Regions from separate parts of the Sus scrofa genome. Here all the other regions are linked to region 1. Evidence: chromatin contacts called from public Hi-C, HiChIP or PLAC-seq and promoter capture Hi-C data. All regions are on one chromosome and are shown on one strand. The core of a region is the stretch at or near the end of the contact, and the rest is flanking DNA. Distances in the headings are between cores, read along the strand shown.

The links. Promoter capture Hi-C pulls out the DNA fragments that hold promoters and counts their contacts. A called contact is a pair of places that touch in the nucleus more often than the background predicts. HiChIP or PLAC-seq counts read pairs in DNA pulled down with a chosen protein or histone mark.
Region 2: a Hi-C map of liver shows a contact between it and region 1, with 4 times the contacts expected there. The contact joins the promoter of SRSF1 here to the promoter of MRPS23 in region 1. A contact is called at or near these places in 1 of 5 promoter capture datasets (fetal liver), 31 of 47 Hi-C or Micro-C datasets (alveolar macrophages, blood, brain and 14 more) and 2 of 2 datasets of contacts at active chromatin or transcription factors (alveolar macrophages and skeletal muscle).
Region 3: a promoter capture Hi-C map of fetal skeletal muscle shows a contact between it and region 1, with 6 times the contacts expected there. The contact joins the promoter of VEZF1 here to the promoter of MRPS23 in region 1. A contact is called at or near these places in 4 of 5 promoter capture datasets (fetal liver, fetal skeletal muscle, liver and 1 more), 34 of 47 Hi-C or Micro-C datasets (adipocytes, adipose tissue, alveolar macrophages and 18 more) and 2 of 2 datasets of contacts at active chromatin or transcription factors (alveolar macrophages and skeletal muscle).
Region 4: an H3K27ac HiChIP or PLAC-seq map of alveolar macrophages shows a contact between it and region 1. The contact joins the promoter of DYNLL2 here to the promoter of MRPS23 in region 1. A contact is called at or near these places in 2 of 5 promoter capture datasets (fetal liver and liver), 7 of 47 Hi-C or Micro-C datasets (alveolar macrophages, embryonic fibroblasts, fibroblasts and 4 more) and 2 of 2 datasets of contacts at active chromatin or transcription factors (alveolar macrophages and skeletal muscle).

What each region holds. Positions count from the first base shown.
Region 1 is chr12:34,128,166-34,131,007 of Sscrofa11.1, reverse strand. It overlaps MRPS23 (mitochondrial ribosomal protein S23), which reads left to right and starts at 1,528. Exons shown (of 5, transcript NM_001243813.1): 1 at 1,528-1,605; 2 at 2,073-2,243. The coding sequence starts at 1,562.
Region 2 is chr12:34,280,583-34,283,543 of Sscrofa11.1, reverse strand. It overlaps SRSF1 (serine and arginine rich splicing factor 1), which reads left to right and starts at 1,426. Exons shown (of 4, transcript NM_001038007.1): 1 at 1,426-1,709; 2 at 2,145-2,329; 3 at 2,676-2,848. The coding sequence starts at 1,516. LOC110256034 (a long non-coding RNA gene) reads right to left here and starts at 2,136. Exons shown (of 2, transcript XR_002337195.1): 1 at 1-2,136.
Region 3 is chr12:34,262,447-34,265,441 of Sscrofa11.1, reverse strand. It overlaps VEZF1 (vascular endothelial zinc finger 1), which reads left to right and starts at 1,636. Exons shown (of 6, transcript XM_021067259.1): 1 at 1,636-1,971. The coding sequence starts at 1,915.
Region 4 is chr12:34,346,780-34,349,613 of Sscrofa11.1, reverse strand. DYNLL2 (dynein light chain 2, cytoplasmic) reads right to left here and starts at 1,278. Exons shown (of 3, transcript XM_021067271.1): 1 at 1,156-1,278.

The DNA.
Region 1 (2,842 bases), core at 279-2,778:
TCAGTGAGATAAGGCCAAGGAGCAGTGACTGCTTGCCAGACATTCCTCTCCTCCGCCTCCCCCTTCTTCTGCAGCTGGGAGGACTCTGGATGACTTGATGCTCTTTCTTGCTCACAAAGGCTCCCAGGAGATATTTTATGTGCATGTGACTCAAAACCTTGCACTGGATTAAAAAGTTCAAATAGGAATACAAACTCTTTACAGGTTAAATCTGAGGGTTACATTAAAAAAAAAAAAAGTCCCCCTTCCTCGCTTACAATCTCACTGGAGATAACCAATATTTACAGCCCTGGGCGCATTTCCACAAGGTTTCTATCCTCAAACACACACAGACACGTGTAAAAGTTTTCTTGCTTTCTTTTTGTGGCTGCAACTGCAAATGGAAGTTTCCAGGCTAGGAGTCTTAAGGAGACCTGGAGTTAACGGCCTATGCCACAGCCACGCGGTATCCAAGCCACGTCTCCGACCTACGGCCACAGCTGGTGGCAACGCTAGATAAAGTTTTAATAGGTTAGGATTCCATTGAAGACGCTTCTCTGCAACTTGCCTTTTCACCTGTCATGGGCATTCGTTTACGTAAACACATACAGATCTCGCTCGGTCATTTTAAAAGCTGCATGGCATTCCATAGACTCTATGAGCTGTAATTTTCCAGCCCTTTCCCATTAGACCGATTGTGGCAGGCATGCGGTGGTGGGGTGGGGGAGTGCACTGCAAACAACGCTGCGATGACGCTTCCTGCACAAATATCCGCGTGAAATTGTGCTTCAATGTCTACGGAGTCCTTTACCCGAAGTATGATTATTTGGCCAAATGGCAACACTGAGAGGTTACTTTCCCCAGATTTTTGAGTCCTTCCCGTCATGTGTTTGTCCCGGACACTTTCACTTTTCAAGCTCCAAGGAGGAGCTAGCCAGCGACACCTTCCGGGGAGAAAACACTCGTGCCGGCAGCATCCCTATTAGCGCGGATGCAGGTGGAGCTCCAGGGCCAAAGGGTTTAGTCCGGAGCGCTAAACAGCAGGCGGCGAAAGACGGAGGCTCGGACTCTAGGGTGACCCAGGGCAAGTGAGGTCCCTCCCTGGGCCTCGATTACTTTCGTGGTCTTTGATTCCAAACAAAATTAGGCGTAGTCTAGGCCTAGTGCTGGTGACCTCTAATGAATTCCTGGCCTAGGTGTCTTCTCCTGGACCTATCCTCCCTCCCCATCATCCTGCCTCTGCACAGCCCCATCTTCTCCAGCGGAGTCGGCTGAGCATGGCTAGAAAGGCTAAAGCAACCACGGCAATTAACCCCTATCGGTCATTTATTGCTTCTGCCCGGCTTTGGCTCGCTTCCTCCCTGGCGGCTCGGCTATCGAGTGCTCCGGTCTGAACCTGGCGTGCAGCCGAGGGCGGGTCGGTTCGGACATCTTTTACTTCTGCCTGGCTCCGCCCTCCCGTTGGGGGCCTCGCTGGTAGCACTGCGATCCGTGGCTCGGCCCGCAACTTACGCCCACTTTGCCTGCTGCGGGCGCTTCCGGTTCCGGTATCGGAAGCTGCTCGGGATCCGAGTGGTAGGGCATGGCGGGGAGCCGGCTGGAAACTGTTGGTAGCATTTTCTCACGGTGCGTGGACAAAGAGCGCCTCCCGCTTTCACGCTTTCTTGAGTGGGTCTGAGCTCTCCTGCTTCTGAGGGGTTGTGTTCAACGACGTTACCTCTTGAATCTCTTAGCTCTCTTGTTCAAGATCGCACCTCTCGCCTCCCCAAGTGGAGGTCTCCAGGAACGGGGAGGGAGGAAGGGGCTGAGAGACCTGGCCGGACTGTCTGCGCATTTTCCTTGACGGGGCGTGGTTGGGCGAGGGGGTGGGACGCACATAAGAAGATGAAAGGGTTAATTCCCGAGCACTGGTAGGTTGGTTTGGAATGTGGAACTATCCTACCCGTAGTTGGGGGACCCCCAGCTCTGCCCTCCTTCTGGTTATCTTCCGGGTTCCATAGGCTCGCCAGCGTCCCAGGCTGGGGCTACACTGATTCAGGGGCTCAGACAGGCTGTGGTCATTGACTGACCCTAGCTCTTTACTCTTCCTTAAGGACCCGGGACCTGATTCGGGCTGGAGTGTTGAAAGAGAAGCCCCTCTGGCTTGACATATATAATGCCTTCCCCCCATTAAGAGAGCCGGTTTTCCGAAGGCCTCGCTTGCGATACGGCAAAGCCAAAGCCGCTGTCCAGGACATCTTTTACCACGAGGATCGGATTAGAGCGTGAGTGCGGAAGCCCATCTGGTGGACGGGAGGCAGCAGAACTTCAGCAGGAAAGGTTTAGCCCGAAGTCTGGCAACTTAAGTAGGAATTGAGTCAGGGCTAGTTAGCCCTGTGGAGACGGTCTTGTCCATCTGGCCAGATTAGGGAATCAGTACCCTTCCCCCATGGGAGAGCAGTAGAAGTTCTGAGAAGCAGAACTTGGAGCCCAGCAATTGACTGATCATTGCAGTGGTAGCTATTTGTTTCTGCATATCTGTTTGTGACAGGCACTGTGCTAAGCCCTTAATAAATGTTATCTCATTTAGGCCTCTACGCCTGCAAGGTAGGTATCCTGTATCCTTACCCATTTTGGTCATGAGAACTATGAGGTTGACTTACTGGGCATTCACTGACAAAGCCTTTTTCTTCCAATACTGACGTTAGTTTTTAGTATATAGAATTTGTAGTTTCTTTTTCTCTAACTGTTCGCATCAGAGATTGTGCCTAATTGAAGTTAATATGTATCCCCTAGTCTCACCCCTATTCCTGGAAGTAAGAAACCAGTTTGTAAAGTTATTATATTCTCTGTTGAGGTCCAGGCACCTTTCATTTGAGGAGTT
Region 2 (2,961 bases), core at 177-2,676, 150 kb before region 1:
CTTTACTGTGACTGCCATGATGACTAGGGTCAAATTTGTAATCCATCTTTAGAACTCACAAATTTTTACTGCAGCCATTTTGTGTATTAACTTTATCCATGACTTCATTTTAATTTCCCCTTATATTCTCCGTGATTTCTCCATTCAATTGCAATAACGTTTTCTGGTATCTCTGTAAACAGCATCACATCACTGGGGAGAGGGATTGATGCGAATAAATAAAAATGAAGAAAATCATCCTCTCAATCAGGGTGCAGACCTGTTTCAGCATATTTATGACAGGGTTTTTTTTTTAATTTGAATTCACCATTAATATTTTAAAATCCCAGTATTTCATATAAAAATCCAGATTTCAGATGGCTCCGTGGCAAAATGTAACAAGTTCTTATCTCCCTGGACCAACATGCTGGCGAGATGAGTCCTTAAGCCGCCACTTCGGTCTCCAGTGGTCACAGAAATCCTCACACATCCACTTTGCTCATTCATATTACCTGAGAGATTTGCTAATGAGTTCCAAAAAAGGAAGGAACGTCAGGATTCTGCAATACAAACAGGAGGGCGCGCGTCTTTTTCGTTCTTTGAAAGACGTTGTAGAAATAACAGACACAATTCATTCTGCAAACCTTCACTGGACCTCTCCGCTGCGCTGGGCCCTGGCGATAGGTGATTTAAAAAAGAAGCAGAGGTCTGGGTCCTGGTTGGCTGATGCCGCCAGGAATTACCGCCACGAGCACAAGGAGCGTTGAACTGAGGTCAGTTCTGAACCGAAGGTGGAACGGTACTTAGCGTAGAATATTTATTAAAGCGTCTCAGCCAGGTTCCCCTGCATTAGACAGTCGTCCAAGCAGTCCACGGCCCGTTCGCAGATGGGGCGGGAAGACAAAGTCACGTCTCGGCTCCGCGTTGATTCACCCGCAACGCGACTCCTGAACGAGGTGCACTCTCCAAGGATGCCCGTGTTTCCGGAGCAACCGCCTGGTCCCTCCCCCTTTGACTCCGCCCCCGGCAGTCTTTCCCGCCAAAGGCCGTTAACAGCGCAGAGCATGGTGGGACCTAGCTTTAGGCTAGGTTTCACCAAATACTTTCAAGACGCCGTTTTTTTGAGAGAAACATTCCTGAGGAAACTGCTGATTCTTTAGGATTCGACAGAGATTAATAACCCCTTTTACGAGAGCTCTATATTTAATTTTGCCACAAGGCTGGTCACTCCCTTATTAAACCCCTCGACAAATCGGGAAGGCGGGAACTTTTTTCCCTTCGCGCGGAGGGTGACGTCGCGCTTGCGCGAGCGTCACTCTCGCAGCACCCGTTACGCTCTTGCGCGTGCGTAGTGAGATCGAATAGCTGCTTCCTCCCGCTTCTCTTCCTCCCTCCCCCCCATATCCGTGCGCCGAGCTGATAAAGGCGCCATTTTGGAGGGGCCGCGGGAGACGTGGTGTCGCTGCGGGCTCGCTCTCCCGCTCGCTAGGCTTGGTGGGAAGGCCTGTTCTCGAGTCCGCGCTTTTCGTCGCCGCCATGTCGGGAGGTGGTGTGATCCGTGGCCCGGCAGGGAACAACGATTGCCGCATCTACGTGGGTAACTTACCTCCAGACATCCGAACCAAGGACATTGAGGACGTGTTCTACAAATACGGTGCTATCCGCGACATCGACCTGAAGAATCGCCGCGGAGGACCGCCCTTCGCCTTCGTTGAGTTCGAGGACCCGCGGTGAGGCGGCCAGGGGCTTGCGGCCTTGAGGAAATAGGTTGGAGTAGTTGGGGAAGGCTCCGGGGCCTTCACTTGGGGAATGGGGCGGTGGGTTCTTGGGTTGGGGGCCAGACGATATCGCCCATGCAGGAGTCGAGTAAGGAGCCGAGTCGGCGTGGCTCCTCTGGTGGCCGGGCCCCACGGACGTCCCTAGAGCCGACTCGCAGGCTCGGAGCGGGAAACTGAGGCGCCGAGGGCTGCTGGAGTGGTCGGGAGCCTGGCGTGCTTCTGGGTGGGGGAGGGGCCGTTCCTATTATGCGGCGCATGTGGGCTCTTCCACCCCGGTGCGCATGTGCGGGGGCCCGCTCGCTCCCCGGCGGAGTGAGCCGCCCCTCCTGGCCCTTTTTTTTTTTTTTTCTTCTTTTCCTTACCCCTTGGCTTTCTCTGGTCACGCAGAGACGCAGAAGACGCGGTGTATGGTCGCGACGGCTATGATTACGATGGATACCGTCTGCGGGTGGAGTTTCCTCGAAGCGGCCGTGGTACCGGCCGAGGCGGCGGCGGGGGTGGTGGCGGCGGGGCTCCCCGAGGGCGCTATGGCCCCCCATCCAGGCGTTCTGAAAACAGAGTGGTTGTCTCTGGTGAGTTGGCGGGTCCGTGCGGATTGATGATAAGGGGACCGCACACCGTTTTGAAGTTTTTCTTGGTGTTTTCATGCCAGGTCTTCACTTAAACCGGAGTGCCTTGGGTGACTTTAGTTAACAAGGACTACTCTATTTGAGACTTAGCGAATTAGGTTGCAGTACCTAGAAGATAAGAAGAGCCTTAACTTTACAAATAATTTTGGACTCTTGATTCCGAACTCTTTTAACAGCTCGTTAAACGGGATGTTAAAGACCGTTGGTTTTAAGTCTTGTTTTAATGTAACCTTTATGTTTAATGTGAAACTTAGGATAATTGGTATTGAAAGAAAACGCACTTTTTCAGGACTGCCTCCAAGTGGAAGCTGGCAGGATTTGAAGGATCACATGCGTGAAGCAGGTGATGTATGTTATGCTGATGTTTACCGAGATGGCACTGGTGTCGTGGAGTTTGTACGGAAAGAAGATATGACCTATGCAGTTCGAAAACTGGATAACACTAAGTTTAGATCTCATGAGGTAGGTTATATTCTTTTCCTTGGCCAGAATTGGATACAGTGGTCTTAACAGTGGAATTTGAAGGTAAGATTCAGGCAAGGGTGTCCAAGTAAAAACCCAGTAAAGTGCCAGAT
Region 3 (2,995 bases), core at 387-2,886, 130 kb before region 1:
GTTTTTGAGTACTCTTTTCCAAACTTTTTCCAGAGAAAAATATCCCAAGATTTAACATTTCATCTGAATTTAAAAGGTCGTTAATTTTTCTCTTTAAAGGAGGGTTTGGGGAGCAATCAGGAACTCTGGTTTCATCTCATGGTTAGAAAGAAAAATTAGCCGTTTACACAGAGTTCTTTTGTGGTGCAGCCGGTTAAGGATCTGGCGTTGTCACCTTCGGTGCAGGTTCGATTCCTGGCCTGGGAACTTCCACATGCTGTGGGCACAGCCAAAAAAAAACAAAGCCATTTGCTTCAAAAAAAGTGATACTTCTGAATCCCAGCTCTTCAACAATGAGAACTGGACCGTTTTTCACTGGACATCTACTTTATGGTAGTGAGGAAAACCCTCTCCAGAGGTACTGTGAGAAGGCTCACTAGAGAAGGGTTTTCTAGATCCTGGGAAAAGATGTTCAAGAGAGTCCAGCAATATCGTCATTAGAAAAATGGTCTTCATTCAGTACTAGTTTTCATGATCCTGAAGCTTCACTCTCACCAGTTTGAAAGGCAGCAAAGTAGGAGAGGCTATACAGGGGAAGAGAAAAACTGAGGAGATGTAGTACTGAGACCTTGAAGTGAACATGTTAAGAAAGACAGGGAAGAAGCAGAGACTTGCATTTACTGAATGAAAACAAAAGAATATGCAGTGTCTAAGGTCAGAGCAAAAAGGTTTTCGCTTACCTAGTTAACTCCTTAAGTTTACATCTTAGTTCTCTCCTTATCTTATATACATATAAACTTAGGCATTTTATTTCTCTTTCCAAAAGTGACTAATGGACATTTGTAGGAGACTTAGGGGCCACTGTAGCAGCTTAGCTAAGGAATATAATCAGGAAACTATTTATTCATTTTCTGCCCCCCCACCCCACCCCACCCCCGTCTGAGGCTGACCAAGTCACCTGCTTCTGCCACTGATCCAAACACTGCAGAGCTTCTCATTCATCCCCCAGGCCTCCTGGCAGTGTCCAATAGAGAATCGCCTCTAAAAGGAACCAGACCAATGTTTTGCAGCCCCCACCCCCTGCATTCTGGTGACTGAGGGAAAGGGGTATACGTGTGTAGTGGATGGAAAGGAAACACAGACTGGCAAATTACTATACCTCCTCAGTCTCTTTTACCAATAGAATTCTGCCACCGTATTATTTTTATTGTGTCTGTATGGGGGAAGTCAGAGATGGTGACCTCGATTAGAATGTGACTTAAGAGGAATAAATGGAGCGGATGAGATAAGAGTCAGTTACGAAAGATGTTGAAGCCTTGAAATAATGTGACCATCTGAAGGATTTTTTAAAACCAGAGTTAATAAAAATATCATTGATAGTCTGCCCCCTCATTTCCCGCCACAGGAGACTTCTTGGACTGGAGGCACTTGTATAATAATAGCTTGTTTCTAATATTCCCAGTAGCTACCTCTATGTGAGGAATGGATAGAAAATGTTCAGGGCATCATCATACAAAGTTCCAGTAGCAGTGACGCCTACACGGAAGACTTGGAACTGCAAACAGGCTAGGGTCACCTCAGTGACATCTGACGCTGTCCAACCAGAAGTTCGATTTTTGTTTTGGGGGGTGAGGGCGCGGACTGTACTAAAAGACTGAAATAATTTGCCTATACTTTAAGAAAAAAAAATTTTTTTTTGGCGGGAGAGGGGGTGTTTGGTAGAATTTCACATCATATCTGGAGTTAAAGGGAAGATGGGGACGCTCAGCCCTTCACCCAAGAATAACCCAGCAATGACACCTCTACGCGTGGGAAGTGTCTCCCTCCGCCCAGGGAAGATCTGTGGCTGCACCCCAGTGGGATTCCCTGCTTGAGTTGGAAGGCCACTCAGAGTTAGATGCGTATCCTAGCAAGAGTGCGGAAGGTTTCGCTGAGATGAAATACCAGAGTGGAGAGACTCTCCAAGTCGAAGGGGCTTCCCCCAGTTTGGAGGTAGGGGCTGTGCTGCGCAAAAAAGGGCCTGACGAGCCAGGTGACCGCCGCCGTCTGTGCCTTCCCCTGAGGGTCTGATAGGGAAGCGATGCTGCTGGGCATCGGGTTTGAGTCACGAGAGCCGGCCCAGCCTTCCCCAGCGAGCCAGCGCCAGACCCTGGCGTCCTCCATCTTCTCTCCTGAGCTCCCCCTGTTCCAGCTGCCTGAGCCACGGACCGCAGCACCACACACCCCCGCGGGGGGGACGCCGCGCCCCATCCCCGCCCCCCGCCCCACCCCAGCCCCCCCGCGGGGGCCCTGACCCCACCGCCGGCGGGCCCTGGCTGAGCTCCGAGACGGCGAGCCGGCCGCGGGAACGCCCGGGAGGGGTCCGGGCCGCTGGGGGCGGCGGCGGCCGGGTCGGGGCTCCCCCCCGCCCGCGCTCGCCGCGGCGGTGGTGCGTCCCGGAGGTTACCGGAAGTGGCCGCGCTCGGCGCTGCCATGTTGAGGAGCCGCCGCTGCCGCTGCCGCCGCCGCCGCCGCCGCCGCTTTGTTGTCGCCTCCTCCGGCTGAGGAGGCTCCCCGAGCGGGGGGAGTGGGGAGGAGGGGGGTCGGCCGCCGCAGCCATGGAGGCCAACTGGACCGCGTTCCTGTTCCAGGTACTGGGGCCCCCCCGGGGGGGCACGGGGGGACAGGGGGGCCGGGCCCCGGGCTGGCGGACGGGCGCTCCTCCTCCCCTCCCTCCCGGCTCCGCTCTCCGGCCCGGCCTTAATCCCCCTTTGTTTTTCCGCCCGCCCGCCCCGGCGGAGCGGGGCTGCTGAGGTGAAAGGAGGCGGCCTCACGGGGTGCGGGGAAGAGAGCAGGCCTCGGGGTGAACCCCGGGCCCCCCCAGCACACACACGCACACACCCTTTCCTCCCGCCCTGAAGGGGAAGGGAGGAGGCCGGTCGCTGTCACCACTCGCGGCCCAGAGAAAGGAGGGCGCCGGGCCGCTGGATAGCGCGGTCCACTCGGCCACGGCGCGCCGGGCCCGGGCCCGCACCGT
Region 4 (2,834 bases), core at 29-2,528, 220 kb before region 1:
CGGCGGCGTCACGCCGAAACCCGCCCGGCTCCGGGCCGCCGCCCCCACCCACCGCTCACCTTCACGGGGCGAGTCCGCACCAGGCCCCGGGGGAGCAGCGATGGCCTGAGGCAGGGCGCGGGCAGGGCGGTGTACCCTCGGCTCCTCCGGCAGCAGCCGCCGCCGCCGCCGCCGCGGTCTCCGGCTCCCGCAGGCCCGGGCCGAGCGCCGCCGTCCGCCCTCGAGCTTTCCCGGCCGCCCGCGCTCCGCCTCGCGCCCGCTTGCCCGCCCGCTGGCCCCGCTCCGCGTTGACGCTTCACAGCTCCGCTCCGCTCTGCCGCTGAGCTCGCCCGACGCGCGGCCCCCCCTGAAATAGCGCCCCGCCCCCGCCCCCCCGCCGCGCGCGCCGCCGTCCGCGCTCCCCATTGGCTGCGCCCGCCCGGCCCCGCACTGCGGGCTTCTCCCCGCGCCGCTCTCGCCCCACATCTTGTTTCCTCCCACAATGCCTCGGGGCGGAGGGAGGGGGGTGGGGAGGGGGAGCGGGAAAGGGGTGGGGGAGGGAGACTTGGCCTTAAGGAGAAAAAAAAGAATACAAGACCCCCCCTACACCCGGGGCTGGAGAGGCCAGGCCTAAAAAGGCATAAAGAGGCGAAGTTCAGAGAGAGGGAAAGAGAGGGAGGGGCGTAAAGACCCCAATCCGAGGGAGAATAAAGGGAAGAGAGGGGAATGGAGAGTTCCCTCTCCATTCCTTCCCAAAACCGTGGGAAGGAAAGAACTGCCAGGCCTGCCAGTCTTACCGAGAGGTGAAGCCGTAAAGAGCCCCAGGGCTCCCCTCCCCTCACTTTCTGGGAAGGCCCCTTCCCCATCCTGCTCAGCCTTTGTTCCAGAGCCTCAAGGCCGCAGGACCCAAGTTCCCATCTGGGGCCCCAGCTGCTATTTATCTTTGAGAGCAAAGGAGGCAAGCCCTAAGCGCAGTTGTGAGAAGGGAGATTTGTCTTTGGCCCACAGGCCCCTGGAAGAGAGATGAGAGTAGCCATTTCTGGTCAGTCGGCCCCTACCAGTCTGGTTAGGCAAGACTGAAGCGTGTGGAAACAACCCTTTTGGTTTGCAGAGGTGCAAACCAAAGCACGCTCAGCTGCCAGGGGCCTTAAAATTCACCCCATCCATATTCCTCACCTTGTAAAGGACAGAAACAAGGAACAGAGAGGGCAGAGCTTTTGCCAGGTCACCAAAGGTCTGGCCTGGACTTGGCTTCTAGGCTGAAAAGTGGCCCTTTTAGGCAGCAGCCCCTCTGATGGCTGGAACAGGCTGTTTGTGGGAGTGTGTATAAAGGCCTGGGCACACTGGGGGCGGGGGATGCCTGCCCTCGGCTCCACCCCACCCCACCCACCTCCAGAGAAGAACAGGAAACAGCTGCTCTTTTCTTCCCCTGTGTTTCACAACAGTGTCTACCTAAAGGAATGGTGAGCGTCTTTATTGAGAGCCAAGCACTTGGGCCACACAGTGAGGATTCAGAAGCTTCTGATCATTCCTATCAGTTTCCCTTCGTGGTGGGGAAGTCAGACTTGTTCTGGCCCTGGCCTGCTCTGATTTGGAGCTTCGTAATTTAGTGTTCATTATGTGCTGGGGGAAAAATCTGGAAAATGATTCCTTCCCACTTCTGCTTTCTCAGCCTACTCTATCATCTTGCAGCCTCAATCAGGAGATTTCAAAAGAAATAGGCAAAGCCTGAGGGGCCCTCTCAACCAAGGGTATTCTGATGTCAGCCTCTTGTGAATGAATGGGGGGCGGGGCACACATGGGGAGAAGAAAGCTGCCTCTTAAAGGAGTTAGTGAGGTGCCCGCAATTACACAGCTGGTCAAGGGCAGTATTTGATTCCAGGCTATCTGTCCCAGTGTCTACACTTTTAGCCTTTCCACTGCCCTCCCCCTGACCGAGAGAATGTAAACCAGGGGTTGGGTGCAGTTCCTGTCGTGGCTCAGTGGTTAACGAATCCGACTAGGAACCATGAGGTTGCGGGTTCGGTCCCTGGCTTGCTCAATGGGTTAAAGATCTGGCATTGCCGTGAGCTGTGGTGTAGGTCACAGACGCTGTTTGGATCCCACATTGCTGTAGCCCTGGCCTAGGCCAGCAGCTACAGCTCCGATTAGACCCCTAGCCTGGGAACCTCCATATGTTGCAGGAACGGCCTAGAAAAGACAAAAAATAAATAAATAAACTATATCACCATTTCCTAAGCTTATCTGACTCCAAAGACCTTTCTTATCCAACTATTAACATCTCCAGGAGTTCATGTCGTGGCTCAGTGGTTAACGAACACAACTAGCATCCATGAGGACGCGGGTTTGATCCCTGGCCTTACTCAATGGGTCAAGGATCCGGCGTTGCCATCAGCTGTGGTGTAGGTCGCAGATGCAGCTCGGATCCTGCGTTGCTATGGCTCTGATGTAGGCTGCCAGCCATAGCTCCGATTGGACCCCTAGCCTGGGAACCTCCATATGCTGAGAGTGCGGCCGTGAAAAAGACAAAAAGACCAAAAAATAAAATAAAATAAAATAAAGCATATCTAGGAACTACTACTCCATGGGACACAGTTTGGGAAACGTGTGCTATGTTAATGACTGCTATTTAAGTAAGCTGCTTACTGTTAAGGATAATTACTACGCAACACAATAACATATAATTAAGTTCTACTTAACTTGGTGGACATTTCTTTTTGATGCTGCTATATGTTCGTGATTGCCCAGTTTTCTGTAAGAGAGCCATGTCTTAAGATTTCAAAATCAACTTGGGCGCATATGGAGGTTCCCAGGCTAGGGGTCCAGTCGGAGCCACAGACAGAGCCACAGCCACG